Linked DNA regions of Sus scrofa: regions 1, 2 and 4 are each linked to region 3. A link is a contact called in public HiChIP or PLAC-seq data. All regions are on one chromosome and are shown on one strand. Each heading gives the region's core, a stretch centred on a gene start, on an enhancer-like site or on the middle of the called end of the contact. The rest is flanking DNA. Distances are from core to core; before and after follow the strand shown.

Region 1 (7,306 bases), core at 536-3,035, 400 kb before region 3:
ATAAAGGAAGAAAGAAACTGCAGCAAACCAAGCTTTTAGTTTCAGATTAAATTCTTAATACCAAAACTGTAGCTTCCATAACCTTCCAGCTGCTTTTATCACGCTAACTCCTATCTGCTTATTTCACAAGAGCCTGGGAATGCAGCTAATTAACTCCTGTTACCACGGTGAGGGCTTGGACACAGGATGGTTAAAGTTGTACCGGCGTTGGCCAGTGAGGCTTTCACTCTTGCTACAGTTTGGAGATTTGGATCAGGGAGACTTGGTTATGTCCTCTGGTGCTTCTTGCAGCCTCCAGCAGAGCTTCCTTTACTGGTGGGAGCTCTGGATTAGCGAAGTATGGTTTTAACATTTCCCTTTGAACTTCCAGTGTGGCTTTAGCAGGAAAGGAAAGCTATTCAGTGAGAAGTTGCAAACAGCCATATTCCGAATCCAACATGTTGCCCTTAAGAGGTAATTTCTTGTTAAGTAACTGTAGTGTATGATAGAGTGTGCACAAACATTATAAATGCCGCTAGGGTGGAGGAATATGCAGAGAAAATCTGCCGGGGAGGAGTTCCCATCGTGGTGCAGTGGAAACTAATCCGATGAGGTTGTGGGTTCGATCTCTGGCCTCGCTCAGTGGGTTAAGGATCCAGCGTTGCTGTGAGCTCTGATGTAGGTCGCAGACACGGCTTGGATCCTGCGTTGCTGTGGCGTAGGCCACAGCTGTAGCTCCCATTAGACCCCTAGCCTAGGAACCTCCGTATGCTGCAGGTGTGGCCCTAAAAAAACAGACCAGGAAAAAAAAAATCTGCCACTGTGTGAGTTTGGAGTTTAAGCTGTTTTTCTGTGAGTACTTTGTCCCAGAAAGTATTTCCTCTGTTCTTCATTTCTTGGCATGAAGAGTTGAGAGTTGACCTCTACTTGAAGTGTCCCCTTGGAGCATCTTGCTTTGGTTATGGAAAGAGGCAGGAGCTGCCGATCTTGGTGTATTTTGGTCCGTCTAATTAAGCCCTTTCCATCTAGTTTAAGGAAGCTCTCAGCAAATGCCTTTTGAGATAACTTTTATGTTTCCAGTGAAACACAAAAAGTCTTCCTTTCTCTGTAGGTTGCTCCCTGGGTACTTAAGGAGCCCTCCCCCTTAAATGTAGGGCTAAAAGTGACTGAGCTCACCTGGAAATTAACAGCTTGTTAGGAGGCAGCAAAACCTTGGGTTTTGCTAGAAACCTCATCTTACACAGTTTCAATTAATGAGTAGTGTCACATTTATTACTCTTTCAGCTGTGCTGCCAACATGCTTTGGTTTATTTTATGCATGTTTGTTTCCTTCGCTAACTGAAGGTGCCTTTACACGGCAGGCTTTTTCCACATCCATCAAGTCCTCTGGGAAAGAGCACTTCTTAGCTCTTCTATCAGCATACCCTCTGGTCTAATCTCACCATTAGAGATTTCTCCTGGCCTGCTTTTTGTTTGAAACTATGAAAGTTTGCAATTTGAAAGGCTGTCAGGGTGGAATCGTGTCTTGGAATGGTAATGTGGTTGAAATTTCTGTTATATTTTTTCAGGTCTCATCGAATGTTACTTAGCCTCCAACAGTATTCGAGAAGCAATGGTAATGGCTAACAATGTTTACAAAACTCTAGGAGCAAATGCACAGACCCTTACCCTTTTAGCCACCGTTTGTCTTGAAGACCCAGTGACACAGGAGAAAGCCAAAACTTTATTAGATAAAGCCCTGACCCAAAGACCGGATTACATTAAGGCTGTGGTGAAAAAAGCAGAACTACTTAGTAAGTGTATCTTGTTTACTTCCCTGTAACTCATTAATTGTGTAAAACCTGATTTCAGTTGGGATTCCCTAGTCCCAGCTGGTTACAGATGATCAAACAGGTACTGCTTTTGCAGTAGGTCTGGGCCCCTGTGCATTGGTTTATATTTAGCTTAGACCTTGAATTGGCAGGGACTGACTTTTGTGGAGTGGCTCAAACCAGCTATACTTTGGCTAGTACCTGTTCACCTCACTTTGTCCTCAACTAATTTGGGCCAAATATAACTGGTCATAGCCAGTTTGAACTATTTTGACCTATTTTGGTTCCCTTATAATTTCCCTTTTAGCCTTGGTTTTCTAAGTCCTGATTTATGATGAACTGAGTTTGGGCTAGTTTGGCTAATAAAATACATTTTGACTCTTTCTTTGAACTTTGTTAAGGATAAATTTTTAAAAATCAGAACTCTGGAGTTCCTGTCATAGCACAGTGGTAATGAACGTAATATCCATGAGGCCTTGGCTTCATTCCCCAGCCTTGATCAGTGGGTTAAGGATCCGGGATTGTTGTGAGTCTGTGTGTAGGTCACAGATGCAGCTCAGATCCCTCTTTGCTGTGGCTGTGGTGTAGGCTGGCAGCTACAGCTTCTATTCAGCCCCTAGCGTGGCAACTTCTATATACCGTGGGTACAGCCCTAAAAAGACTGACTAAATAAATAAATAATAAATAAATAAAAATCAGAACTCAAACTGCACATTTCCTAATGGATTAGGTATTCAAATGTGCTCATTCTCACTCCCTGCCACGCTACTGTTCTCTTGACATCTATAAATAGGGATCTCAGATCTGTCACAATCTGATGTCAGAATTTCATTATTGTTGTGGTGGGTTTTTTTTTTTTTTTTTTTTTTTTTTGTCTTTTTGCCTTTTCTTGAGCCACTCCTGCGGCATATGGAGGTTCCCAGGCTAGGGGGCTAATCGGAGCTGTAGCCACTGGCCTATGCCAGAGCCATAGCAACATGGGATCCGAGCCGCGTCTGCGACCTACACCACAGCTCACGACAACACCAGATCCTTAACACACTGAGGGAGGCCAGGGATTGAACCTGCAACCTCATGGTTCCTAGTCAGATTCGTTAACCACTGAGCCACAATGGGAACTCCTGTTGTGGTTTTACATATATGACTTGCAATGGGAATATATTTCGAAACATTGTGTAAGTAGGAAAATAAGGGTCTTTTTCTTTTCAGGCAGAGAACAGAAATATGAAGATGGAATTGCTTTGTTGAGGAATGCACTAGCTAATCAGAGTGACTGTGTCCTGCATCGGATCCTAGGAGATTTCCTTGTAGCTGTCAATGAGTATCAGGAAGCAATGGACCAGTATAGTATAGCACTAAGGTAGGCACTTAGCCTCCCCGGGGGGAAGGTTGATGAGGGGTAGAGGAGGCAGGGAACAATGTAACAGGAGTTCTGCAAATACACTTTGTATCCACAGTTGAAAACAGAGTAATAATAGTATGGTAGAAGAGTTGTTTGTGAATTTATGACTTCTGAAAATTTTTTCTTAAGGTATACTAACAACATTAAAGAACTATTTCACTCATAACCAGCCACACCACTATAACATCTGTTTTCATTTGTGTAGATCATCTTCCTGGCCTTGCCAACGCATATACATATTTTTATAGGGTTATATGTAGTATATATTTTATATTCTGCTTTTTCAAATCAAAGTATTGTGAGTACTTTCCCATGTTTCTACCTACTGTAGTAGTTAAGAACTTAAGCTCTGAAGAATACTACCTTTACTATCTGTTATCTTGGACAAGTTACTAACAAATTTCCTTGTCTATATCTACCTTATTAGGTATTAAATAAGGATTAAATGATTATTCCATGTAAAGCTCTTAGCAAGCACTGTGCCTGGTACATAGTAAATACTAAATAAATAGTGGTATTCTTACTGCTTAATACAGAAGTGATTTCTTTGAGGGTTGTCTGTGTGTCTATAAAGTTATGGTGGAGGCCTGTCTTTAATCGACTGTAATCACATTCATTTACGTGTTCAGCAGTTGAGCACCACTCATGAGACTGGCATCTCAGTAACCACTGGGGATGCTGTGATTCCGGGACCTTTCAGTCTCCACAGACTGATTGATGCCATGTGCTAAAAGTGCTTTCATAGCAGTCTTTAGAAGGCAAGGTGGGAGTGCAGAGGATGGGGAGCCCTGGGTGTGGGTGAGAGCTGTATAGAAGGTTTCAGAGAAGAGGGATATTACAAATCAAGCTACACTAAGTAGGAGCAGGATTCCCGCATGGGTTTCACCTGCCTTTTGGAAGCCCAGAAGCACATGTGAAAATAAAATACCAGACTTTAATTAGAGGTGGAATTTGCTAGAGATTGGACACCATGTGGCCTTGGTGGATGGTCACAAAGGCCAAGAGGACAGGAGTTCCCATTGTGGCTCATGGGTTAAGAACCTGACTAGTATCCATGAGGATGCGGGTTCACTCAGTGGGTTAAGGATTCGGTGTATATTGCAGACATGGCTAGGATCCTAAGTTGCTGTGGCTGTGGTATATAGAGGCCAGCAGCCGCAGCTCTGATACGACCCCTAGCCTGGGAACCTCCGCATGCCACAGGTGTGGCCCTTAAAAAAAAAAAAAAAAAAAAAAAAACAGATTTCTTAGGAGCCAAGTAAATAAATATGCTGGAACCTCTGGACTTTTGGGGCTTTGGCATGCACAAAGACTCTTGGCTGCTGAAGTCAAGTGCCCAGGTCGGGGTAACTTTGGGTCCTGGGGTCTAACCTAGGAGTTGACAAATCTGTCCCGTGGTAAGCACGAGGATGTCGGTTGACTACTGGGATGCTGATACGTTTAATTATATCATAAGAACATGGAACAATTTTATGCACAGAAAAAAATAAGTATTTTTTGTAACCTTGTATCTTAAAAACCCAATACTCTTAAGAAATTACACTTAACTTTTTCTGTTAATGGTTGTTTGCTACTTTTTCATTTGTGTTAATCTAGTATCTTCCTCTGGCAGAGTGCTAGGGGTAATAAGTGTATGAAAAGGTTTAAGAAATACATGGAGAGAACTCAAATTGAGAATTCTGAAACTTGGGACAAGACACCTTTTTTCACTTCTAGTGGTGGACTCCCTCAATCCTGCAAATGGAACCAGAGTTGTTTGGAGAGGCCAGGCATTAGCAGTTTCTCTAACTGCTAGAGTTAGTGGTCATTTCACTGCCGTGCCAGGGAGATGACACATCAGCCAGCCAGAAGCAAGGCAGAGATTCAGGCCTCTCCTTTGTTTTGTTGTCCCCTAGTTTGGACCCCAATGACCAGAAGTCTCTAGAGGGGATGCAGAAGATGGAGAAGGAGGAGAGTCCCACGGATGCCACTCAGGAGGAGGATGTGGACGACATGGAAGGGAGTGGGGAAGAAGGGGACCTGGAGGGCAGCGACAGTGAGGCGGCCCAGTGGGCTGACCAGGAGCAGTGGTTCGGCATGCAGTGAGGCAGGCAGCAGCTCCGTGGCCACACTGGCCTGCCCTGCTCTGAGCACTTCCATGGACTGAAGGAACCCGTAGGAGCCTGCTCTCTGGGAGGACAATGATTCAGCATGTGATTGCAGCAGGGGTCTCTGCCCTTTGCTCTCTATTTCTAGTAGTGACTTTATTTTTAAAAACCGAGCCTGACCAACCTTCCGTATATCTCAACCCTCCCCTGCTCCAGCCAGGGAGGACGAGTGAGCACTCTTTAGAGGCCCATGGACGTGTCAGCTTCTGGACAGAGTGCTTTTTATAGAACTAATTTCTAAATCTGAAGCTCAAGGAATAGACAGTGTTTTTTTTTTTGTTTTTTTTTTTTTGTGACATTATGGATGGGTCACCCAGAGCAAGAGTGTCATCTCCCAACAGCAGCAGGGGCTGGCCCTTTTAGAAAGGGTTTGCTATCCCAGAAATCACCAATCTGGGTTTTCCAAACTTCCCTAGTAACCTTGCTTCCTTCTGCAATGTTAGTAATGCCTTAAGCTGACAATTGCTATTTTGCAGAACAGTTTTCCTATTTGCTAATCTGGTAACTTGCCTATGAACCTGGGCTGGATATGAGAGACAGGTGTGACCTGGAGCATGAACAGAGGTGCAGCTGGGGTGATTAACTAATAAAACTTTTTTGTACAGTAATGGTGTTGGGTTGATCAGATTGGAAGCCCTTTATAGATTTTTTTTTTTGATCTCTTACTTACAATGTATCGATTCAACCCTAGAATGATTTGCCATAGATTCCCTTTTTCCCAGAGTGTTGGGAGCCAGGAGGAATGGGAACCTCAGGTAATACAGAGTTGATTCATCTATTTTGCTTTTTTTTTTTTTTTTTTTTTTGGCCACAGCATGCAGTAGTTTGATGTGGGAATTTAGTTCCCAGACCAGGGATTGAACCTGTGCAGCAGCGGAGAAAATGATGAATCCTAACCACTAGACAGCCAAGGAACTGCTCCATCCATTTGTATTTTTAATTGGTAAATTCCCTAGTCTTTGGCCAGATTTAAGACCATTGCACCTTGTCTTTGTCAGGGGTGCTGAGGTCGGTGTCTTGGTTTCAGCATTCTGTTGTGCTGGTCAATGGGGGGGATCATCTGGCCTCAGGTGTGGGGAGACTTTACCCATCCTCTCCACCTTGTTTAATATGTGATGCTTTTGACTAATCTGGAGGTGAAGGTCGGAGGCGGTGGCACAGCTGATCTCAAATTCTCATTAAAACAAAATTAGTCAAAGGTGATAAAAATGTGAATTTGATATAAATGAAAAGTTCTGTCTTAAAGTGTAAAAGCCTAGAAATGTACAGTAGTTGAGTTTAAAACATCTTGTAACTGTAATTTAAAATGGGCAAAAAGTTAAAGTATCTTTCAGTATGAGAACTAAAGTCTGGGCAGCATTGTTTGATGGAGCAGTTTTTTAAAAGAGCCCAGCAGGCAGTTGGAGTCATGCCCCAGCCAAGACACAGTTGTCTTTAGTGTTCACTGCAGAATGCAGCCTCATGTCCTTCCTCAGCTGGCCTCTGAACAGCCATTATCAGTGCTTTGAAAGAAAAGCTGAAATCTCTCTGGGAAGAAAGCCCTGCCCCACCCTCCTGACCTCGTTTCTGCATGTCAGGCTCATCACCTGAGATTCTCCCAGGGTCAGGCTGTGCCTTGGAGCCCTGGCCTGTGCATCAACTTTGTTCAGCATCCTCATATTCCTCTCCTTTCATCTCTGCTGGGATCCCTTCTGTCAGTCTGTCCTGTCCATCCCAGCAACACCCAGTGCTGGATTCCTCAGGCCTCTCACACCTGCTGCTCCATCATTTCCACCTTGACAGTCTTGGTGTGACAACTGGGTTGGAAGGGCAACTGAAACTTTTTAGAGCACCTAACAGGATTGAAAACACTTGTGGTTCACATCAGAGAACTGGATGAGTTTGACTTGGAGGGTGCTGAGACTATCCTGCCGCTCTCATGAACAAAAAACCTGAGAGGGGGAGTTCCCCTCGTGGTTAACAAGTCC
Region 2 (7,057 bases), core at 4,057-6,556, 450 kb before region 3:
CCACGTTGCTGTGTCTGTGGTATAGGCCGGTGACTACAGCTCCAATTCGACCCCTAGCCTGGGAACTTCCATTGGCTGTGGATGCAGCCCTAAAAAGTAAAATAAAATAGGAAGCAATGAATTGTGAGACTCATCACCCTTGTTTTTAATGTGATGTATTTAATTGCAAATCTATATAATTAAATTTAGCAATGGCTGTTTTCTTTTTTCTTTTTTTTTTTTTTTTTTTGGTCTTTTTGCCATTTCTTGGGCCGCTCCTGTGGCATATGGAGGTTCCCGGGCTAGAGGTCGAATCGGAGCTGTAGCTGCCAGCCTACGCCAGAGCCACAGCAACGCAGGATCCGAGCCGTGTCTGTGACCTACACCACAGCTCACGGCAACGCGGGAACCTTGACCCACTGAGCAAGGGCAGGGATCGAACCCTCAACCTCATGGTTCCTAGTCGGATTCGTTAACCACTGCGCCATGACGGGAACTCCTGCAATGGCTGTTTTCAACAACCAGATTGCCTCACATTTTCTCAAAATTCCTCAAAATTTAAAAAATTTTTTTATTTTTATTGAAGTATGGTTAATTTACAAATTTGTGATAATTTCAAAATTCCTCAAAATTTAATAGTCAGTTTTCATGAGCCAGTTAATCTGGGGTGGATTACTCTTTTTTTTACCCCTTGGGGAAGTGTACTTGACAGCCCCACTAACATTTGCTCTCTTTCTCCTTTTGTATTCTCACCTGGCTTGTCACTATAGGCTTATCACTCTTCCCTCATGGACCCCGACACCAAACTCATTGGAAACATGGCATTGCTGCCTATCAGGAGTCAGTTCAAAGGACCTGCCCCTAGAGAAAGTAAGTCAAAACCCTTTACCATTATTTTCAGATTTTGGTATGAAATACCTACTAACCCTATGACGTTATCAAATCAGGGAAATTATGTCTAAGGTTTCTCTTGTATTTTCTATTTGCTTGTGGATATTGTGCTCTAGACCTTTTAAGATCATGGGTATATGGGAATTCCCTTCTGGATCAGTGGTAATGAACCCAACTAGGATCCATGAGGATGCAGGTTCAATCCCTGGCCAGCATCTGCAGCTCTGATTAGACCCCCTAGGGCCACAGGTGTGCGCCTAAAAATAAATAAATAAATAAATAAATAAATAAATAAATAAATACATTAAAAGTTCATGGGTATATGTTGTATTCAGTAAGAAACTGTAATATTGTTGCCAATTTCTGCAGAATATTTTGTTGAGAGTAAAGAGAAAATGTACTTAATTCCCACCACTCTTTTTTTTGTTGTTTTTTGTTTTTTTGTGGGTTTTTTTTTTTTTTTTTTTTTTTTTTTTCTTTTTAGGGCGCATATCTGTGGCACATGGTGGTTCCCAGGCAGGGGTTGAATTGGAGCTGTAGCTGCTGGCCTACGCTACAGCCACAGCAATGCCAGATCCAAGCCGTGTCTGCGACCTACACCACAGTTCATGACAACGCCAGACCCTTAACCTGAGCGAGGCCAGGGATTGAACCTGCATCCTCATGGATGCCAGTGAGATTTCTTTCCACTGAGCCATGACGGGAACTCCTCACTACTCTTTCTATCATCCCTATCAATTCTTATGAACTAGTCTAATGCTGCTACTTCTGTTAAACGCCATTTTCTCATTCTTTCTTTGTCATCAAGCTGGAAAAACACAAAACATATTTTAATCTCTTCCTTATCTACATCTGCTTCCTTCAGCTATTCTTCATTTCTTCTCTTTTTCTGAATTTGATATCTTTGCTTTCTTTCTTGGTACTCTTTTTTTTGGGGGGGGAACCATTTTTTACTGTTCAGAGAGCTCCATTCTTTTCAGATACTGAAACTCTTCTGACACATTCTGAGGTGTTCTGCCAACAATGTAATTTGTGTTATATTAGACACGGTTTCCCTGCTCCCAGAAAAGGTCTGTGCTGAGTTCCATTCATGGTTTCTAAGAGTGTGGTCTGGGTTACCGACCTTGTCCTGACCCATTTCAATTCCTCTGCCAGACTATTTGACTTGACTTCTTAATTTAATTTTGTTTTCAACACCAGTTGAAAGCTCAGTAAACTTAATAAATTTGATGAGTCACCACAGTCTTTACTTGATTCTGAGATGGAAAAAAACAGACCAAAAGGAGGAAAAATAATGTAAAAGAATTATAGTGCAATGTTGGCCCAGCTCTCTTTTCAGATTGTTGAAATACCCTAGAGTAGGAATTACAGCTGTGGTGCAAGAGGATCGGCAGCATCTCTGCAGTGCCAGGACACAGGTTCGATCACTGGTCTGGCACATTGGGTTAAGATCCGGCATTGCCAAAGCCATGGCATAGGTCACAACAGTGGCTTGGATCTGATTCCCTGGCCCAGGAACTCTGTATGTCATAGAGCAGCCAAAAAAAGAAAACAAAATTAAAAAGCCATAGAATATATCAGAAGATGCAATTGATCAAGGATGGAATAAATCTAATTACCACCTTTACAATTCTTGGGCCCTTGAGGCAGAATGGGATGCCAAGAAAACAGAATTTTATGGTTTCTATAGATGAGGATTGGCCTGTTACTCTTTCCCAGGAAGCGGGATTAGAACTGAATTGGAATAATGGACAAGTACAAGCCTGTGCTACAGGCTAACTAACTGTTAGCATTAATCACATTATTTACATCCAACAGATACTTTGGAATACTCGTTCATATGCCAGAGAAGAAACGCTCTTCTGGGTTCTGAATCCCATAGTCTAGTCTTTTCCTCCACCCTCACAAAGTGACATTTAGAACTAGTTGGTTTTTGTAAGCACTGTTGAATCATCATCTGAGGAAATTTGTTTTTGCAGATAAGACAGTAGATTACAGGGAACACAAGTCTAGAGTTGTAATTGTGGGGAAATTCTTCAGCAGGGGAATGAGCAGAGATAAAGACAACTGGTTTACAGAGTACCAGAGCTTCAGAATTGCTTTGCATCTCAGCTGGGTGAGAGGGATAGCAGTCAGGCCAGAAATGTAATAACCATTTCTGCATTGCTGAAACCAGCTGCTGGATATCAAGACCCTGGGATTTTGACCTTTAAAAAAAAAAAGAAAAAGAAAACCCAAAAAAGGCCAGAGAAATTATGTAATGAGACCTGTCTTTGTCACAACAGTACTTTTGGCTTTTTTCAGTCTCTAGCCATCCTGAGCAGCTTGTACAAATGTATTTAAAGTCACAATTTTCATAAAAAGAAAGATGTGTCTGTGAATCCCAGTGTGTTCCTAAATGATGGTTGAGAGTTTTTTTCCTGAAAACTGGGTCATGTAAATGCAAATAAAGTTATATTGAATACCTTTTTTTAAAGCATTTTATGGAATTCCCTGGTGGCTCAGTGGGTTAAGGATCTGACATTGTCATTGCTATGGCTCAGGTCACTGCTGTGGTGTGGGTTCAATCCCTGGCCTGGGAACTTCCACATGCTGCAGGCACTGCCAAGCAAACAAAACAAACAAACAAAAGAAGAGTATTTTATTAAAGTTAGACTGTCAGAGTTCCTGTCGTGGCGCAGTGGTTAACGAATCCGACTAGGAACCATGAGGTTGTGGGCCTTGCTCAGTGGGTAAAGGAACTGGCATTGCCGTGAGCTGTGGTGTAGATTGCAGACGCGGCTCGGATCCTGGGTGGCTGTGCCTATGGCATAGGCTGGTAGCTACAGCTCTGATTAGACCCCTAGCCTGGGAACCTCCATATGCCGTGGGAGCGGCCCTAGAAAAGACAAAAAAATAAATAAATAAAGTTAGACTGTGTCTCACTGTTTTTTGTTTTTGTTTTTTTTTTTAATGGCCACACCCTTGACATTTGGAAGTTCCCGAGCCAGGGATAGAATCCAAGCCACAGCTTTGGCAACACCAGATCCTTTAACCTACTGTGCTAGGCTGGGGATCAAATCCTCACCTCCATAGTGACCCAAGCCACTGCAATTGGATTCTTAACCCACTGTGCCACAGCAGGAACTCCTCACTCTGTTTTTATAAATGCATTGAGAGATGTCTGGAGTGATACTTACCCAGTGTTGATAGTAGTTATTTCTGGGCAATGAGATTGATGTGACAATTAAGTTTTTTCTCTGTATTAATTTCTCTAGTGAACATATGTCATTTTTATAAAAATAATAAAGCCATAAGAATAAATCATGTACTTATTTCTCTAGAAATTATTTCTAAAGACTTTATATTTCAGTAGCCTCATTTTATTCAATTCAAAACCCTTGACCATTAAGCTTGGATATTTTTTTCCTTAAAGCTTTTTTAGATGTTACCTTTTACATTTGGCTAATGTTCTCTGCCTTCCTCCCCTTGTGTCTTGCTTAGCAAAAGATACAGATATTGTGGATGAAGCTATCTATTACTTCAAGGCCAATGTCTTCTTCAAAAACTATGAAATTAAGGTAAATTACAGAACTCTTGCTATTTTAGATTTTTGATGGGGATAATATCTACCTGGCAGTCAAGATTGATCTGAGGAATAAATGAAATGAGATTGCATGAATATAAAAATCCAGGAATTCCCATCGTGGTGCAGAGGAAACCAGTCTGACTAGGAACCACAAGGTTGTGGGTCTGATTCCTGGCCTTAACTCAGTGGGTTGAGCATCCAGTGTTGCCTTGAGCTATGGTGTAGGTTGCAGACATGGCTTAGATCCTGCGTTGCTGTGGCATAGGCTGGTGGCTGTAGCTCCGGTTTGACCCCTAGCCTGGGAACCTCCATATGTTGTGGGTGTGGCCCCTAAAAAGCAAAAAAATGGAAAAAAAAAAAAGATAAAGATAAAAATCCAGTGTCTCATTCTTTATGAATATTAGTTCCTCGTTTTTCCTCCAGTCTACACCATGGGTTGGCAAAGCCAAATCTGGTCCTCCTTTTTGTAAATAAAGTTTTATTGGAACATAGCAATACACATTTATTTATATATCATCTGTGGCTGCTTTCAGACCACAACAGCTGATTAGAGTAATTGTGACAAAGACTGTGGCCCACAAAGAATAAAATACTTAACTGTTTGGTCCTAAACAGAGGAAATTCGCCAACCTATGATCTAGATGCTTTATATTTAGTCAACAATAATAAAGTGCCTACTGTGTGCCAGTCCAAAACCCAAAAATTCTACATGCTGTGGTTTGGTTTTTTTTAATATATATATACTACTGTGTCCTGGACCTAAGGTAGAGAAATAAAGAAACTTCAGTGGTTTGGGCTCTTCCCTCAATCACCCTTTCTTCCCTTCTGCTCTTAGTTTTTGTGAGCTGGCAGGAAAGGCAGAAGGGAGGTGGCAGAAGAGGAATGGGGGAAATGGAAAAGGGAAGTTCTCTGAGCTTCTGCTATGAGCAAGTTACAAGGAATGTCAATAAATCTTCTTCTTTTTTTTTTTTTTTTTTGTCTTTTTGTCTTTTGTTGTTGTTGTTGTTGCTATTTCTTGGGCCACTCCCGCGGCATATGGAGGTTCCCAGGCTAGGGGTTGAATCGGAGCTGTAGCCACCGGCCTACGCCAGAGCCACAGCAACGCTGGATCCGAGCCGCGTCTGCAACCTACACCACAGCTCACGGCAACGCCGGATCGTTAACCCACTGAGCAAGGGCAGGGACTGAACCCGCAACCTCATGGTTCCTAGTCGGATTCGTTAACCACTGCGCCACGACGGGAACTCCCAATAAATCTTCTTGATAGTGTTCTAGAATATGGAACTTCAACTCCTTGCCAAACTTTGATCTCTTGGAATCAAACGGTGTAAACGCTTTATTTGTAGATTCTCAGTCTATAAACTGTAGTCTAAACATTCTGTGGAACTATATCTAGTCACTTAGGAACTCTGTCTAGTCACTTACGATGGAACATGAGAATGTGAGAAGAAAGAATATATACATGTATGTGTAACTGGGTCACCTTGCTATACAGTAGAAAATTGACAGAATACTGTAAACCAGCTACAATGGAAAAAATAAAAATCATTATAAAAAAATAAAAATTGATCATGTAAAAAGATTTTTTTTAATTATATGGGTAGAAAAAAAATTTTTAAATAAACATTCTGTGATGCTATGGATGTTTCTATATCTAGTGCATGGTCTTAAGTGTTGTGTTTATAGTTATAATTCTGCCACATTTCATTCTTGATGAAATAACGTATGATCTTAAAAATAGGGAGATATGTCATTTATTCCTTTAAAACTATAAATCTGTATAAAATTTGACCCGAAGTACATGCCACATTTAACATCCATTTGTCTTCACAGCATTTTCCTTTGGGTTGGGTCAAGGGTTGGGCATATGGAGCTCTTCAGGAACAAGTCACTTGTGAAATCATTGCTTCCTCCTTTAGAGTCATGAATGTTTCTGTTCTCAGCAGTGATCCTGAAGTGAAGGAATTTTTAGAAATGAGCCAGCTGTGTGGTTCGCCTCAGGTTTTCCACGTGGCTATGTTAACTCTCCTTCCTACACAGACAGAGGAGCTGTTGGAGCTGAGGGAAACAGGAGCAGCCACACAGCTCAGGGTGCCACTGCAGTGTCTGCAGGAGCGGACAGAAAGAGGGCTTTAAGATTGCATTTGAGAATGGGAATTGTTGAAGCTGTGGTAACTATGCTTTTGCATTTTTCAGTTGGTAAATCAAGACAAAGACTGGAGTTCCCTTCGTGGTTCAGTGGTTAACGAATCCAACTAGGAACCATGCGGGTTCGATCCCTGGCCTTGCTCAGTGGGTTAAGGATCCAGCGTTGCCGTGAGCTGTGGTGTGGGTCACAGACGCGGCTCGGATCTGGCGTTGCTGTAGCTCTGGCATAGGCCAGCAGCTACAGCTCTGATTAGACCCCTAGCCTGGGAACCACCATCTGCTGCGGGAGTGGCCCTAGAAAAAAAGACAAAAAAAAAAAAAAGAAAGAAAAAGGCAAATATTCAATTCATTTATTGCTCATACATTTTAATCAGGACTGTTTTTAAGTTTTATTTTCCTCCCATAGAATGAAGCTGATAGGACCTTGATATATATAACTCTCTACATTTCTGAGTGTCTAAAGAAACTCCA
Region 3 (7,151 bases), core at 2,031-4,530:
ACCTGCCCGCTGTTCCTCTTCCCCCAGCAGCCTCTTCAACCACCCGGTCATGAGGCGGAAGGAGCATTTCCCCTTCGAGAAGCTTGGCATAGTGATGATTGAGGACCAAATATTAAAACAAATCATTTTCTTAACCTCTGTGTGGCTTCACAGCTCAAGCTAGAACTTTCCTTGCTTCTTTTCGACCTTGACCAGTAAATCCGCGTGTTATCCCAGCTCCCTGTGCTCAGAAAAGGTTCCTGAAATATCTGTTGCAGGAGCTTAGGCACTGCCCCACCCCCACTTTAACCGTCTCTCAAAGGTCTAAGCATTTTGATCTTCATGCGCTTGTGTTCCTCTAGTACATACAAGACTTCTTCTCTGTGGTGACCACTACTTGTCTCTCCTGTGCTCATGTGTTATCTAAAAGTGTGGCTCTGAACTACAGGGAACCCAGTTTTAGGTGACGTGAAGGTGGTTTATCCTCCCTCCCATTTGCTTTCCAGAAGCCTCCAACCAAAAGCAGAATGTTAATGAAGCTATTTCCAGCTCTGACTTCACACCTGCTTCATTCTGCGTCAGGTGTTCAGAATCTCCCTAAAGAAAGCAGCTCGCCGCCACCCCCCCCAACCCTGACATGAATTCATTTCCCTCTACTGAAGGGAAGATTATTTTTTTGCTTTTTTTTTTTTTTCTATGGCAGCATATGGAAGTTCCCAGACTAGGGGTTGAATCGGAACTACAGCTGCCGGCCTACGCCACAGCCACACCAGATCTGAGCTGTATCTGCGACCTACACCACAGCTCAAGGCAAGGCTGGACCCTTAACCCACTGAGGGAGGCCAGGGATCAAACCCACGTTCTCATGGATCCTAGTCAGGTTCGTTAACAGCTGAGCCACCACGGGAACTCCAGAAGGTTATTTTTAAATCTGCTCTGCTTCTGGGGGGATACATGACCATGGGATACATGGGCTTTTCTTGCTTTGGAGGGGAAGAAAAGGTTTACCAAACCCCTCTAAAAAATGTTCAGGTTCAAGACTCCCTTTTTGAAAAATGCCTGCTTGAACACACAGGTCAGGTGGAGCTGGAATTTTTAGGGAGGGCTTCTCTTGCAGGCTAAGGAGTACTGATTACTGAAGTACGGGAGACTTTCTGGCTCCCCTTTTTCTTAGACGAAATGCCACGGCCAGATGGGGTGAGGCAGGGGGTGGAGGTGGCCTTACTATTTAACTCACCAGCGTCATCTTGTGTTTCATCGCACCCCCACGTGTTGGCACTCTGGCGCTGCCTTTTAAGCAGGGTTCCTTCAGCTTTGCATCCGTGGATGACCTTCCAAGAGACTCTGAAACCCCTAAAACCCTGCAACAGGATGCACCTGTGTGCCTCTCTTCTGGCTTTCATCAGTCAGTGGGGTCTTTGACTGGGAACACCTGCTCCCAGCCCTGGAGGGCCAGTATTTCAATGTTGTGTTCCTGCAGTTGTGGAACAGGAATCTTTCAAACTTCATCTACTGTCCCTTGATAACAAAGAATCGAAGTTCAAAGCCAGTAAAGCAATGCCATGGGCTGGAGCCGCACCTGGGAATGCAGGGAAACCTTAGCCTGCAGTCTGGAAAAAGCGGTTCTAGAACCTCTCTCCAGACTCCATGACAACCGGCAGCTGTCAAGGCTCTGCAAAGCACTGAACCTGCTGACCAATTCAGAGCTCTGGTCAAGCCTGTTTACAGATGATGATCCATAAATGGGGTTAACACTTACCTCATGGGGTGAAGGGTCAGGAAGCTTGCCTGCCCGCAGGATGTGGTCTGTGTGTGACCTTTTAGCACCCATCCTGTAGGTGCTCGCTTGTTTGGTCTCCACCAGAAGAATCCATCTGGCAATGACCTGCCTGCCAGAGCAGTGCTTTGCAAACCTCAGTGTATAGATGAGTGACCTGGGGAGCTTGCTTAGATGGAGCCTAGAAGTCTGTATTTCCAGCCCACTCACAGGTGATGCTGACCTGGGGACCACACTCTCAGTAGTGGGGTACTATGACAGGCTTAAATTAGGGGTTGACTGAGTGCATCTGCCTTGACTTGGGCATTTGATCTCGCTGTCAAGCCTAAGGAAGGAAAACAGACATAAGGCCAGATGACCTGGAAAGGGCTGACTTCATGGAACGACCAACGAAAACATTCCAAAAAGGGCCAGGCTTTGCACCATTTTGCTGTTTATTTCAAGTTTACAGAGAAGCTTAAACATCTGTGGAAAAACACCAAAGGCTTAATATTCTCTTAAGTTCATGTACCTTTTTAGTGATAAATACACAGTATTTAACTTTGTACACCTGATAAAAGGAAAATGCATAGTAGAAAGGATCAGGAATAAAACAGAAGCATCGGGCATGAAATCAGTCACAGAATAGAAAAGTCAGCAGTCCCGCGAAACTCGGCCTGTAAAGCTGAGAGAAGATGAGAATCGACGACCTTGACACTTTCCCTAGCACCTTGGAAGCAAGTGGAGGTCTTGGTTCTTCCCGCCCCCAGGCAATGGGAAGCTCCCCTTTGGAAGATGAGTGAGAGTGACAGGTCGGGCCTGTGTCTCTAAATGCACAGCTATTCGCTTCCTTGCCTTGAAAGGACTTGAGGACGGAGCCCTAACTCACGGGAAAGCCCAGGCCAGTGGGGAGACAGCCTCTCCGGCCCCAAGTGCCAACGAGGGGCTGGATAAGGCTTTATGGGAGCCACTGGCCAGGCTGCAGACTAGATGGGGGAGTGGAACAGGGCAGAAGGAAGATGGGTAGAGGACGTGTGCTTCCTTCAAGGCCACAGGTGCAGGCCATGTCTTGCTTACATCAAACTGGTCCCATTGATGAGCCAGTGATGGAAGAGGTGGATGGGTATCCTCACCTGGAAAAGCTGCTCATCACAGCTTCTGCCCTTTCCTAACAGAGCTGACTTTGGGGGGAAAAAAAATCAATGTTTGTGCTCTAAGAGTGGAGACGAACCCCAGGAGTCTGTGCTCCAAGGAGCTCTAATGCTTTATGTTACACACCTCCCTGCTTATACTTTTCTCCGTGGGGCAGTTCCTTTCCACAGCTTTCTTTGGTGTTTCTTATTTTAAAAAAAAAAGTAATGAACATAGCCCCCTGCCCCCCCACCCCCACAACAGTTCATGGTGCTGCCTGCTCGCTGGCTTTCCACGCCATGTAATCTTAGCCGGAGAGTTTCATCGTGGGAGAAATGGCGTTGCCCGATGCGGTTGTGTAAACACAGTTCTGCAGAGGCTCTTGCATGCTGCCCGCCCTCCCTGGGCAAGCCACTGCACAGGCCGGGCCAGAGTCCACATAGACAGGCTGGGACTAAGACTAGGGACTGGTTGACAGGAACCACTGCAAGGTGCTTATTGCAAACTAACCAGACCCCACTTGCTCCCAGTAGGGGTGGAGCCTGTAAACTGAAACAAGTCCAAGAGGCAAGAGGAAGTGCTAGGTTACAAACAGAAAGAAAGCAGGCCAGAGGCCCCTGCAGCAGAGGGTGTACCTTTGCTCTTGGAAACCAGCATTCCCTAATTCAGTACTGCTTATGAGAGAGCAAGAGAAGCCTGGCTAAACCACAGTCAAGAGCTTAGGAAGATCTAGGGAGGCCAAGAACACTGGGGCTCTGTGAACGTGCTGGGCAGGAAGGCACCTGGTCTGCTTCTCTGTCTCTCTGCAAAAAGCCCTCCTACCAACACTGAGTAGATAGAAACTACAAAAAAGCACTCCTTCTGAGCCCATGAAAGACCCTGTTTCCCCCAAGCCAGATTCCACAAAGCACTGGGAATTCCCTATTCGAAGTCCTTCCAACTTTCTTCCCCCTAGAACTTCACGCTCACCCACATGTAGCTCTGGAAGAAATCATACTTGAACTGCAACCAAACTTCCCAACGTCAGTGGAAAGTCAAAAAAGTAAACCTTTTCTTTCCAGACTTTTGGCCACAAAAGGGAACTTCTCGTGCCAAGCTCTGGTTCCCTGGGGCCCTGAGGAGTGCTCTGCGTTTCAATCATCATCTCTCAAAGGGTGCCCTAAAGTTACCGTAGAGATCCCAACAGAGCTTTGCCTGTGAGGAATGGTCATTTGCGTCTCAGCTGAAGGAAAGTACCTCCAATCTGGCCCTCCAGAAACTAGATAAGTGTTTCATTAACAGCAATCAGCTAGTATTTAAGAAGGAAAGAAAACCTTAGCCGTCTCTAGAATACATGGGTTATGAACAAGCAGAGCTGCTAAATATACAGGCATAGCTTTCACTGGCTCTCACATACCTGAAGCCGTGGGATATATCCTGGAAGCTCGAAATGATTTCTGAACTGCTCTAGAGTTCAGACTAGTTAGAGAACTGAACGTATTTTTTGTTTGTTTTTACTCCTAAGCCATGTAATGTACATGGAAGTGTAGGATTTCACCCTGAAGTTTTTGTCATTTAACAAGAGACTTACCAGAGCTCCTCAGTCAACTAAGAAAGATTCCAGCTTTGAGCCGATGTCATAAACACTCGTTCAGACCTTTAGAGGGGACCTGTCCCCCCACAACCACCGAATGCCCCTCTGGGGTCGGAAAATCCCCCTCCGGGAAGCTATTAAGCATCAAGCCCTTTCCTGACTACAACTTTACTCATAAAAAATTTGTAAAGTCCTTCTTAGGAGTAAGTTGCAGCAAAGCTCCCTGCAGTTTACTGAGGGCTAGCCCTGTCCTGACTCCTTGAGTCCATGGTTCTAGAAGGTGCCACGGTTTGGGGTTTGAGTTCTGCACCAAGTTACATCCCCCCCTTCAAATGTGGGTGTGGTCTCAGACCGCACCACCAGTTTTCTGTCAGTTTGGGCTGATTTTCAACCCCCCCCACACACACACACATTCACTTGGTATATCTGACATGATTCTGAGTTCACAAGGAAGGATTTTTGGCATAAAAACGTTTTAAAAAGCAATTGTCCCCAAATGCACGTGGCTTTGGGTCTGCAACTCCTCATACCCGCCCATTCAGCCAGCCAGCGGCCAAGGTCGATGTCATGGAGTCAAGTCTTTTTTTGTTGTTTTGTGTTTTTTGTCCCCTTTAAAACGGTTAAGAAATCAAACAAACGGAAAAAACAACACAGCAACCAGAGATGACGGTCAAGGCTCTACACACGTGCTCAGTTTCCGTAGGACATGCTGCTATGGAAACGCAGGGCGCAGCTGCTGAGGTGAGGTGCGGGACATGCGAGGTCGCGGTCCGGCAGCTACTCCATCGCCTCATCCGGCCGCGAAGGAGGTGAGCGTGCACGGGAGCCAGGGGCTGGGGGCCCCCAACTCCCCTCACAGGGGCCGCCTTTCACAAGAGCACTTCCTCCTCCCCCGCGAGGTGCAGCTCGGGGCCCGGAGGGCTGTCTTCGCTGCCTTGCTTCCTGCTCACCGAACAGAAAACCCTCGTTCAGACCCGGGCGGTGCCGGCACGTGACGTCCTGCACCACCTGAATCTTATTTACATCTTTTAGATTCTCTCCCCCTTTTTTTCTTATGTGAAAGTTTCAAAGGAGACGCTATATCCCCTCTGTGAACGGAAACCAGCATCATGTACCAAAAATAGCAAGGAATTATAAAAATAGATGCCAGCCTATCCCCCAACACCTAAAATCACTGGCACCTGTCACAGGTCAGGTGTGGGCTCCACACTGGGGCCTGTTCCTGAGGGGTTTTGGCAATTCCACGCCCAGTCTTTAGTCAATAAGCTCTTGCAGGGCAGGAACCCAGACCCTTGTCTTCAGTTCCCCAGTGAACTTCTTGGGGGCAGCAAGCAGGACCACCTGACTTGGGCGGGCACAGAGCCAGCCTTCAGGAAGTGGTTGTCAACAGAACTGCCCTCCACATACAGGCCCAAGGGACACTACAGAGGAAAGAAGGGCCCTCATCTTGGCAAAGTGTGATCAGAGTAGAAGAGACGGAGTTGGTGGGAAGTAGGGTCTTCACATCCCCCCAGAGGCCACATCCTAAAGGGCCCCCAGCTAGAGCCTCCTGGGGTGACAGACACAGGCAGCGTGATGGGAGATATGAGGGGAATCCCTAAGGAGGGGCCCAATCCTTTGCCATCATCAAGCAAACACTGCCCCCTCTAAGGGGAGCCGCTGGGCCTGCCACACAAGACTGATCTCTATCATGTACCCCTGGTGGGAAGGGGAACTGCCCTTGCATGAGGGAAAGACAAGCTTGATGTCTGGACGTGCCTAGGAAGAAATTCCTCTTTGTTTAAAAATCACACGCATAGGCTTTTATGTGTCTGCCAAAGAACAAGGGTCAAGTTTCCGGGGAGGGAGCTGTAACTAGATATCCAGTGAGGCCCTCCGTCTCTGCCCTGGAGCTGCCTGCTTGTACTGGCTGCTCTAGCAGCAGGCAGCAGGCAGGCCACGGGTCCAAGGTCTCCAACAACTATGCTGCAAGAGCTCTAGGATGCTGGATCACAGGGACAACTAAAGCATCCCATTCACGGGCTGAGAGCAAGGGCAGGTAGTCCCAGGTGTTTCTGAGACTGCAGGTAAGGGAATAGAGGCAGTAAAGTCCTTCAGGCCAGTCTCAGTCTTTGGTGTCTTGCAACTTTAATCTCATTCAAAATGAAACAGGAGTTCCTGTTGTGGCTCAGAGGTAACGAACCCAACTAGTATCCATGAGGATGTGAGTTTGCTTCCCAGGCTCATTCATTGAGTTAAGGATCCAGTGAGCTGTGGTGTAGGTCACAGACGTGGCTCGGATCTGGCATTGTTGTGGCTGTGGCGTAGGCCAGCAGCTGCAGCTCCGATTCAACCCTTAGCCTGGGAACTTCCATACGCCGAGGGTGCAGCCTCCAAAAAAACAAAAAAGTAAAAAATGAAACAAATGACAGGCTTGGCACAAAATGGGAGGCAAATCCTAAAACCAGGGTTGAAAAGAGAAGGGCCAAGTGAAGGTCAGCCCATACGCTTCATCCTGTCACCCTGTGAGGCTTAACCTGCAGGCAAGGCTGCCCTATCATGCGGCTGCAGGGATGTCTGGGAACATTTTAGCAGGGACCAAGGCAGCCTTCACAGCCTGCCTTTGATTGGCTCTGATGGCTAACTGCCACGTTCCCTGCTCCAGAAAAGCATAAGTAATCCTCAAATAGTTACAGAAACTGAGAGTAGATTCGTGCTGGCTGGGGAATGGGG
Region 4 (6,954 bases), core at 2,356-4,855, 350 kb before region 3:
AGCTCTATGGTACTTTTTTACTTACTGTGGGTGGGGTTAGGTTCCCATGCTAACCCACAAAAGTCCACTACTTGAAATATCATTTTAAATTCTAAACAAACAAAACCATAAATCTCCCAACTTCTATTTCAAAAAAATTTAACAGAAAAACTTTAGTGGTACGAGTTTTACTTTTCACCCAGACTCACCAATTATTAATGATTTGCCACATCTGCTTTCTCTCTAAACACATACCTTTTCATTGTGAACTATACACAGCTATCATCCACATCGTTTTATAAACATCCCTTTTGAAGCAAACCTTTCCCAAACACATCTACTATTCTGTGTTTATAGATCAAGAGTTTAAAGATGTTTGGGAGTTCCCTCTGTGGCACAGTGGGTTAAGAATCCAACTGTAGTAGTTTGGGTCACTGTGGAGATGTGGGTTTGATCTCCCATCGGGGCAGTGGGTTAAAGGATCCAGCGTTGCCACAGTTGTGGTGCAGGTTGCAACTGCCACATGGGAATTTCCGCATGTCATGAATGTGGTCAAAAAAAAAAAAAAGACATCTAGGTCACACATTTCGCCATTACACATCACTGAATTTTTCTGACAGCTGAGGGTGACCATGAAGTGGAAAAAGAAAAAAAACAAACAAAAAAAAACCTGTAGAACTTAAAACTCTGAAGACTATCAAATGTATTTTTATTTGGAGACAAGTACTTACAGAAAAGAGCATGTTCTTCTTATCTTGGTTGACAGCCCGTGGGTCAGGGACAGGGTCGGTGTGCTTGATGACAGAGACAGACTCACCTAAGCAGTTGGGATAGAGAAGGTTTGTTCAGATGTGTGCAGTCTATACCTAGAACCTTAGTACCCTCATCCACTCATACCACCACTCACCGAAAAGGACAAAAAGGCCCAATTCATTCAAAAGGGCAGAAACTAGTAAAATTCAGTAATAGAAAACTAATTTCAGAGGGAAAAAGGCAAAATAAAGGTATTTAATTTTGAAGTAAAATCCTAGTCAAGTAACCTTTATTTTCTTGAGTAACTGTTCAAATTTAGTTCATTTGCAGGTATCATTTTATACTCTAATATTGTGAATGTAGATCTGTTGTATACTTACATATACACACACTCCAATACTTTAAAAGGTGAAAGTATATTTACTTTTAATGAACAAACAAGATACACCACATGAATACTGAGAATCATCCATCGGAAAGCCTCTTTTTGTTCAATAATGCTGAAGATGAGAAATGAAAACACTGGTCTAAAAATATCTGCATACACTAATAAGATCATTCTTATTTCAACAAAACAAAACAAAAACACCGGCAATAAGGAGTTGCACTAAAAAGATCACATGGTATAAAAGACTACTTCTTAGAACTTTCACAATGACTTGATGAATTTGGTTGCAACTTAACATCACTTAAGAAATGCAGCTGATCCTTGAACAACTGCAGGAGTTAGGGAAGCCAGCCTTCTACATAGTCAAAAACTTGCATAGAACTTATAGCTAGCTGGCCCTCCATATACACAACTTCCCTGTATTTGAAGTTCTGCATCTGGTATAGGCAGCACTATAGTATCTACTACTGAAGAAAAAAAAAAAAAAAATCCACATATAAGTGGACCTGTGCAGTTCACACCCATGATGTTCAAGGGTTAACATCAGGTTGAGTGATGTGAAATATATATAGTCCCAACTGTTAGCTTAAATTTCAAGCAGCAAATTTCACTCTCAATATTTGACTAAAGAATCTGGTTCTTCAATCTGTGATTTTTAAACAAAAAAAAAAAAAAAAAAAAAAAAAAACATTTAAGAAACTCTATGGAAAGTTTTAAAACAGTAATTATTTCTGTTAACATGATATGAAAATTTCGTACACACAACCTGATCAATTCCTTCCCTGCCATCTCATGGCTTAATCAGCTTCCAGGTCGTTGCTGCTAACAGGAATTTCAATAGGTAAGCTATTCATAAAGAAACAATAAAAACTGCAGAGCTCAAGCTACTCACATGCCTACCGCTGTGGCATTATTTGCTTTTCAAAATTAATCATCAGATAAATCTTGATAATCTTAATTTTCCATTTACTCTCTATTTAATTCAGGTTAGCATTGTTTAAATTAATCTTCTGACCACCTTACTTCCAGTTAATATGAACCCTCCACCCTAGACCGTGCCTTTATCAAACAAAAACGGGAAAACATTCCAAACAATCCCAAATCTGAGTGTGCAAACTCTAGGTGTAAACATGCACCATTTGAGGGTGCTAACTTTTGTTAATCGCACATCTGATTATTGAAAAGTGTATCAGATGTGAGATTAGCATTCCAGGAGTCTATTTTTCCTGCCTAGAAAAAGAACACTAAGTAGGTAGTTCACTTTCCACAAAATGGACAACAACATTACTTCAACCTAAGAATATAAACTCTGCTAATGAAGCAATTTGTAAACTTTTTAAAAAAAATTTAAAATGTGTTTTAAGATCAAAACTAACTTTTAATAAAATTAAAAGACAAATAGGCCTTTTGAAATGAGCACCAATTCTGTTTTTTTAAATTTATTTACTTATTTTTTTGTCTTTTGTCTTTTGGGGGCCGCCCCTGCAGCATGTGGAGGTTCCCAGGCGAGGGAGGGGTCTAATCGGAGCTATAGCCGCCGGCCTACACCAGAGTCACAGCAGCGCCAGATCCGAGCTGGGTCTGCGACCTACAAGGCTTATGGCCACGCCAGATCCTTAACCCACTGAGCGAGGTCAGGGATTGAACCCACAACCTCATGGTTCCTAGTCGGATTCGTTTCCACTGCGCCATGACGGGAACTCCTATTTTGTTTTTATTTTGTTTTTAAATCATAGCTTTACCCCATATATCAGCAAAATGCCAATAAAGCATTAAGAAATACTATCTCAGAGAGGATGAAGATGGGATACCGTAACGGGATAGTGGGGCAGGAGTCCACTGAATTGTTAGGTGCAATCTGAAGAAGCCTTCACACAATAGCCTTCCAATACAGAGTAATTTACCTGTGAGAATTGACTGGTCAACTCTTAGAGTAGTAGATTTGATGGACGTTAATCTTATATCAGCAGGAACTTTGTCACCAACTAATTGGGGAGAAAAAAGGCAGCCAAAATAAGCAACTTTTGCAACCGCATACATAAGGATCAACCTGTCTCAAAATCAAACACAATTTCTAAAGAAAATAAACAGCCTATATACAGCATAAGTATATACAATAAGCAATATAATCAACTTATCCTCAGGGTCATAGAAAGTCTTTTGCTGGATAGATACGAGACTTGAATTACAAAAGAAGGAAGAGAATAATGATGCTTGGGCAAACAGCTCTAAGTACATATTTTATTTACATTCTATTTACACATACACACACAGACACACACAGCATGATGAGGGGGACTGAATTGTACAAGCCATGATTTATTCCACTGGGAAAGCTAAATTATCAATAGGAAACACATGCCTCTTTAAAACGATGCTCAATTAATCTCATAGTGGAAAAGGCAAGATAAAACCAGACAGAGAAATCACTTTTTTAGCCACACCCATGGCACACAGAAATTGTCAAACCAGGGATCAAACCTACACCACAGCAGTGACTCAAGTCACAGCAGTGACAACGTCAGATCCTTAACCTGCTGAGTCATAGGAGAACTCTGGAGATTATCACTTTTAAACTATCAAATTGACAAAGGAATTAAGAAAAATGCATCAAGTTTGAAAGCATGTATAGAACCAGGGCATCTTATACAGGGTGACTATAAGATATGGGTATTTTAGTATTTAATAAACAAAACACAACAAAAACCAGAGGCACAAATCACTTAGAGGCAAGTGCATGAGCAAACATTAATGAAAATTCTGTTAGTACACTGCTAACAAGAGCAAACTGAACATGTCACTAAACATATCATATAACAGAAATGGACCACTTAGTATTCAACTAGGTGTCCAGACTTTCTGACCACCCTATATATGTTGCTGAGTATGAAGAAAAAAACTTAAAAAATCTCTAGAGGAAAAACTGGCAATACATACCAAAATTGCAAAGCACAATTTTTTCACCGTATAAATTCCACTATAGACAGGCTCACAGTATGTGGTTAGTTTTTTTATTAGCAGTAGAAAAGAGACAACTCTATTCCAACTAAAGTGAAAATTTTCTCTAAGATATACTGTCCATTAAGTGGGAAAAACATGAGTGTGAAGCATCATGGATATGGAATTCCACTGCTAAGAGGAAATCCTCTGGGATGGTGTGACTGGTAACGCTGGGGAGCAGGGCATGAGTGGAAGGAGACTTTTCACCCTGTACCCTTTGGTACTTTGAAATGTGAATGATCAGATAAATGAATAAACTTCTTGCATAACCTCTAGAAGATCTTTAGGACAAGTGAGTCTTCTTTTCTGGCGAAGAGTTCCTTTAAAAACTCTTAAAGGGACCACATCTCAGCCCCTTTCCTTGATATGTCTGAAGTAAATGCCACAATGCAGACACAGGAACAGATAATCCAATGTTTCACATGCATCTTAAGAAAAATGCCCAGCATATTGTAGGTATTCAAATACTGTTTGTTGACTGTGTATACTTCAGCACCAAAGCAACTGGACAGTAAAAATAAGTGTGTACAATAGCTTTCCCTGACTTTAGAAGTCTTATGAAGGGACAGCTAAAAGTTAGGACAAATAAGCATGGTGCCCCCTAGAACTGTATATGATATTTTAAATAATTTACCAGACTTACCCTACCATACTGAAGTGGAACGCTATCACTAGTAATATACAAACTGGCAAAACAGCCATACTGTTCAAGAAGTAGCTTTATTTCATTAATTCAATCTTCAATTTGGTTCTGATTTTTCTGTATTTCAGAGCTTTTAAATTCAGGGAGGGAATGGTCAGATATTTGAGCTCTAATTCATGCAACAAACTAATGATCTACACAGGAAATGTGGTCACAAGGTGGCAGAGAAAGAGACTGTCAATATATAATCTCAAGAGGCAAAGATCATCCTTGCATTTGACTGCAGGGACACATTAAGTTAAGGTGAAATTCCTGCTGGAAATGCTTATGCAACAAACAGCAATATTCATGAGTGAAGAAAAAAGAACCTTTCATTTTAATATAATTCTGTTCACACTGCAATAAAGTAACCATATCCTAAACTTCAGTGATCTTCACAGATAAAATACTGCAGCAAGATGAAATTTTAAAACTTAAAAAAACAAAAAAAAAAACAAAAAAAAAACAACTTTTACTACATTAGTTCTGGCTCTCATAATTAACTTGATCCCAAATGACCTTGAACATGAAAAGAATACAAGTTCAGAGTTCCCGTCGTGGCACAGTGGTTAACGAATCCGACTAGGAACCATGAGGCTGCGGGTTCGGTCCCTGGCCTTGCTCAGTGGGTTAAGGATCTGGCGTTGCTGTGAGCTGTGGTGTAGGTTGCAGACGCGGCTCGGATCTGGCGTTGCTGTGGCTCTGGTGTAGACCCCAGCCTGGGAACCTCCATATGCCACAGGAGCGGCCCTAGAAAAGACAAAAAGACAAAAAAAAAAAAAAAAAAAGAAAAAAAAATTAAATTAAATTAAAAAAAAAAAAACAAGTTCAATGAGGAGCATATGAACCCTAAATGGAAAAATTATCTAAAAATGTTCCTTTGATGTCTGAGGCAATTTCTATCATGATACTAAAGGAACAGAAAACTTGTAACATGGTACAGAGGTCCCCACAGTCTCTATGCACATCACTTTAACAATACGTACCAGCAATCTACAAGGAGAACGTTTCGTTTTATACTGAATCTCTTTCTTTTTTTATTTTGCTTTTTAGGACCATACCCATGGCATATAGAGGTTCCCAGGCTAGGGGTCAAATGCCACAGCTACAACAATGCAGGATCCAAGTTGCGTCTGTGACCTACACAACAGCTCACAGCAACGCCAGATCCTTAACCCACTAAGCAAGGCCAGGGATCGAATCTGCAACCTCATGGCTCCTAATCAGATTCGTTTCCCCTGTGCCATGATGGGAACTCCTCTTTCTTCTTTTTAAACAATTTCATATATAAGCCTAGACTCATACTCTCATATACCTGGCCACAATTTAATTAAGGCTAGCAAGTCTGATATTCAAATTTAGAATCCAGGAGTTCTCTGGTGGCTGAGCTGAGGATCTGGTGGTGTTCCTGCTAGAGCCTGGGTCATATCCCTGGCTAAGGAACTACTGCATGCCACAATGCGCCCCCACCCGCCAACCAAAAAAAACCCAGAAAGACCTGAAAATAAACAAATAGAAAAACCAAAAAACTAAGGATCCAACAGTAGTATCCTGCTATATACGTTGCTGTGTTTCAGTGAAGCTCAGAGGATTGGAAATGAATGAAAAATGTGGTTTTTTTTTTTTTTTAGGCAGTAAATATTGAGATTAAAAATTCTTTCCTGGTACACAGTAAACATATAAGCTACTAGTTTAAGATGGGATTGATACTATATATACAGCATTTAAAACTATATTTATAGGAGTTCCCTGGTGGCTTAGTGGATTAAGGATCCAGCATTGTCACTGTTACGGTTCAGATTCCATCCCTGGCCTAGGAACTTCTGCATGCTTTGGCCAAAAATTAAAAAGAAAAGAAAAAGGACGCAGGTTTGATCCCTGGCCTCACTCAGTGGGTTAAGGACCTGACATTGCCGTGAGCTGTGGTGCAGGTTGCAGACTTGGCTCGGATTCTGCAGTCGCTGTGGCTGTAGCATAGGCTGGCAGCTACGGCTCTGATTAGACCCCTAGCCTGGGAACCTCCATTTGCTGTGGATGTGGCCCTAAAAAGACAAAAAAAAAAAAAAAACCCAAAAAACAAAAAGTAATATTTATACTGGCATTACAAAGAAACCAGCTATTTTTTCTCCTAAAAGTTTATTTTAAATAATAA

What was found. HiChIP or PLAC-seq counts read pairs in DNA pulled down with a chosen protein or histone mark.
Region 1: a contact with region 3 is called in an H3K27ac HiChIP or PLAC-seq map of alveolar macrophages. The contact joins two enhancer-like sites. A contact is called at or near these places in 2 of 2 datasets of contacts at active chromatin or transcription factors (alveolar macrophages and skeletal muscle).
Region 2: an H3K27ac HiChIP or PLAC-seq map of alveolar macrophages shows a contact between it and region 3. The contact joins two enhancer-like sites. A contact is called at or near these places in 1 of 47 Hi-C or Micro-C datasets (embryonic fibroblasts) and 2 of 2 datasets of contacts at active chromatin or transcription factors (alveolar macrophages and skeletal muscle).
Region 4: a contact with region 3 is called in an H3K27ac HiChIP or PLAC-seq map of alveolar macrophages. The contact joins two enhancer-like sites. A contact is called at or near these places in 2 of 2 datasets of contacts at active chromatin or transcription factors (alveolar macrophages and skeletal muscle).

The regions. Positions count from the first base shown.
Region 1 is chr14:31,762,215-31,769,520 of Sscrofa11.1, reverse strand. ANAPC7 (anaphase-promoting complex subunit 7) reads left to right here. Exons shown (of 14, transcript XM_021072834.1): 9 at 1,548-1,772; 10 at 3,000-3,150; 11 at 5,088-7,306. The coding sequence ends at 5,277. Among named protein-coding and RNA genes, the nearest start is that of ANAPC7, 24 kb to the left of the region's middle. Within about 2 kb of position 1,785, at least 3 of the 83 cell types and tissues checked have an H3K27ac peak or open chromatin away from gene starts, as enhancers often do. A contact at or near this core is called in alveolar macrophages, where this site is marked.
Region 2 is chr14:31,817,145-31,824,201 of Sscrofa11.1, reverse strand. ARPC3 (actin related protein 2/3 complex subunit 3) reads left to right here and starts at 750. Exons shown (of 6, transcript NM_001185135.1): 1 at 750-849; 2 at 4,354-4,430; 3 at 6,993-7,057. The coding sequence starts at 750. Within about 2 kb of position 5,306, at least 2 of the 83 cell types and tissues checked have an H3K27ac peak or open chromatin away from gene starts, as enhancers often do. A contact at or near this core is called in alveolar macrophages, where this site is marked.
Region 3 is chr14:31,361,525-31,368,675 of Sscrofa11.1, reverse strand. CAMKK2 (calcium/calmodulin-dependent protein kinase kinase 2) reads right to left here. Exons shown (of 16, transcript XM_021073030.1): 16 at 2,172-5,381. The coding sequence ends at 5,217. It overlaps P2RX4 (P2X purinoceptor 4), which reads left to right. Exons shown (of 12, transcript XM_021073038.1): 12 at 1-134. Among named protein-coding and RNA genes, the nearest start is that of P2RX4, 23 kb to the left of the region's middle. Within about 2 kb of position 3,280, at least 35 of the 83 cell types and tissues checked have an H3K27ac peak or open chromatin away from gene starts, as enhancers often do. A contact at or near this core is called in alveolar macrophages, where this site is marked.
Region 4 is chr14:31,712,147-31,719,100 of Sscrofa11.1, reverse strand. It overlaps ATP2A2 (ATPase sarcoplasmic/endoplasmic reticulum Ca2+ transporting 2), which reads right to left. Exons shown (of 20, transcript NM_213865.1): 6 at 3,025-3,105; 7 at 711-796. Among named protein-coding and RNA genes, the nearest start is that of ATP2A2, 40 kb to the right of the region's middle. Within about 2 kb of position 3,605, at least 2 of the 83 cell types and tissues checked have an H3K27ac peak or open chromatin away from gene starts, as enhancers often do. A contact at or near this core is called in alveolar macrophages, where this site is marked.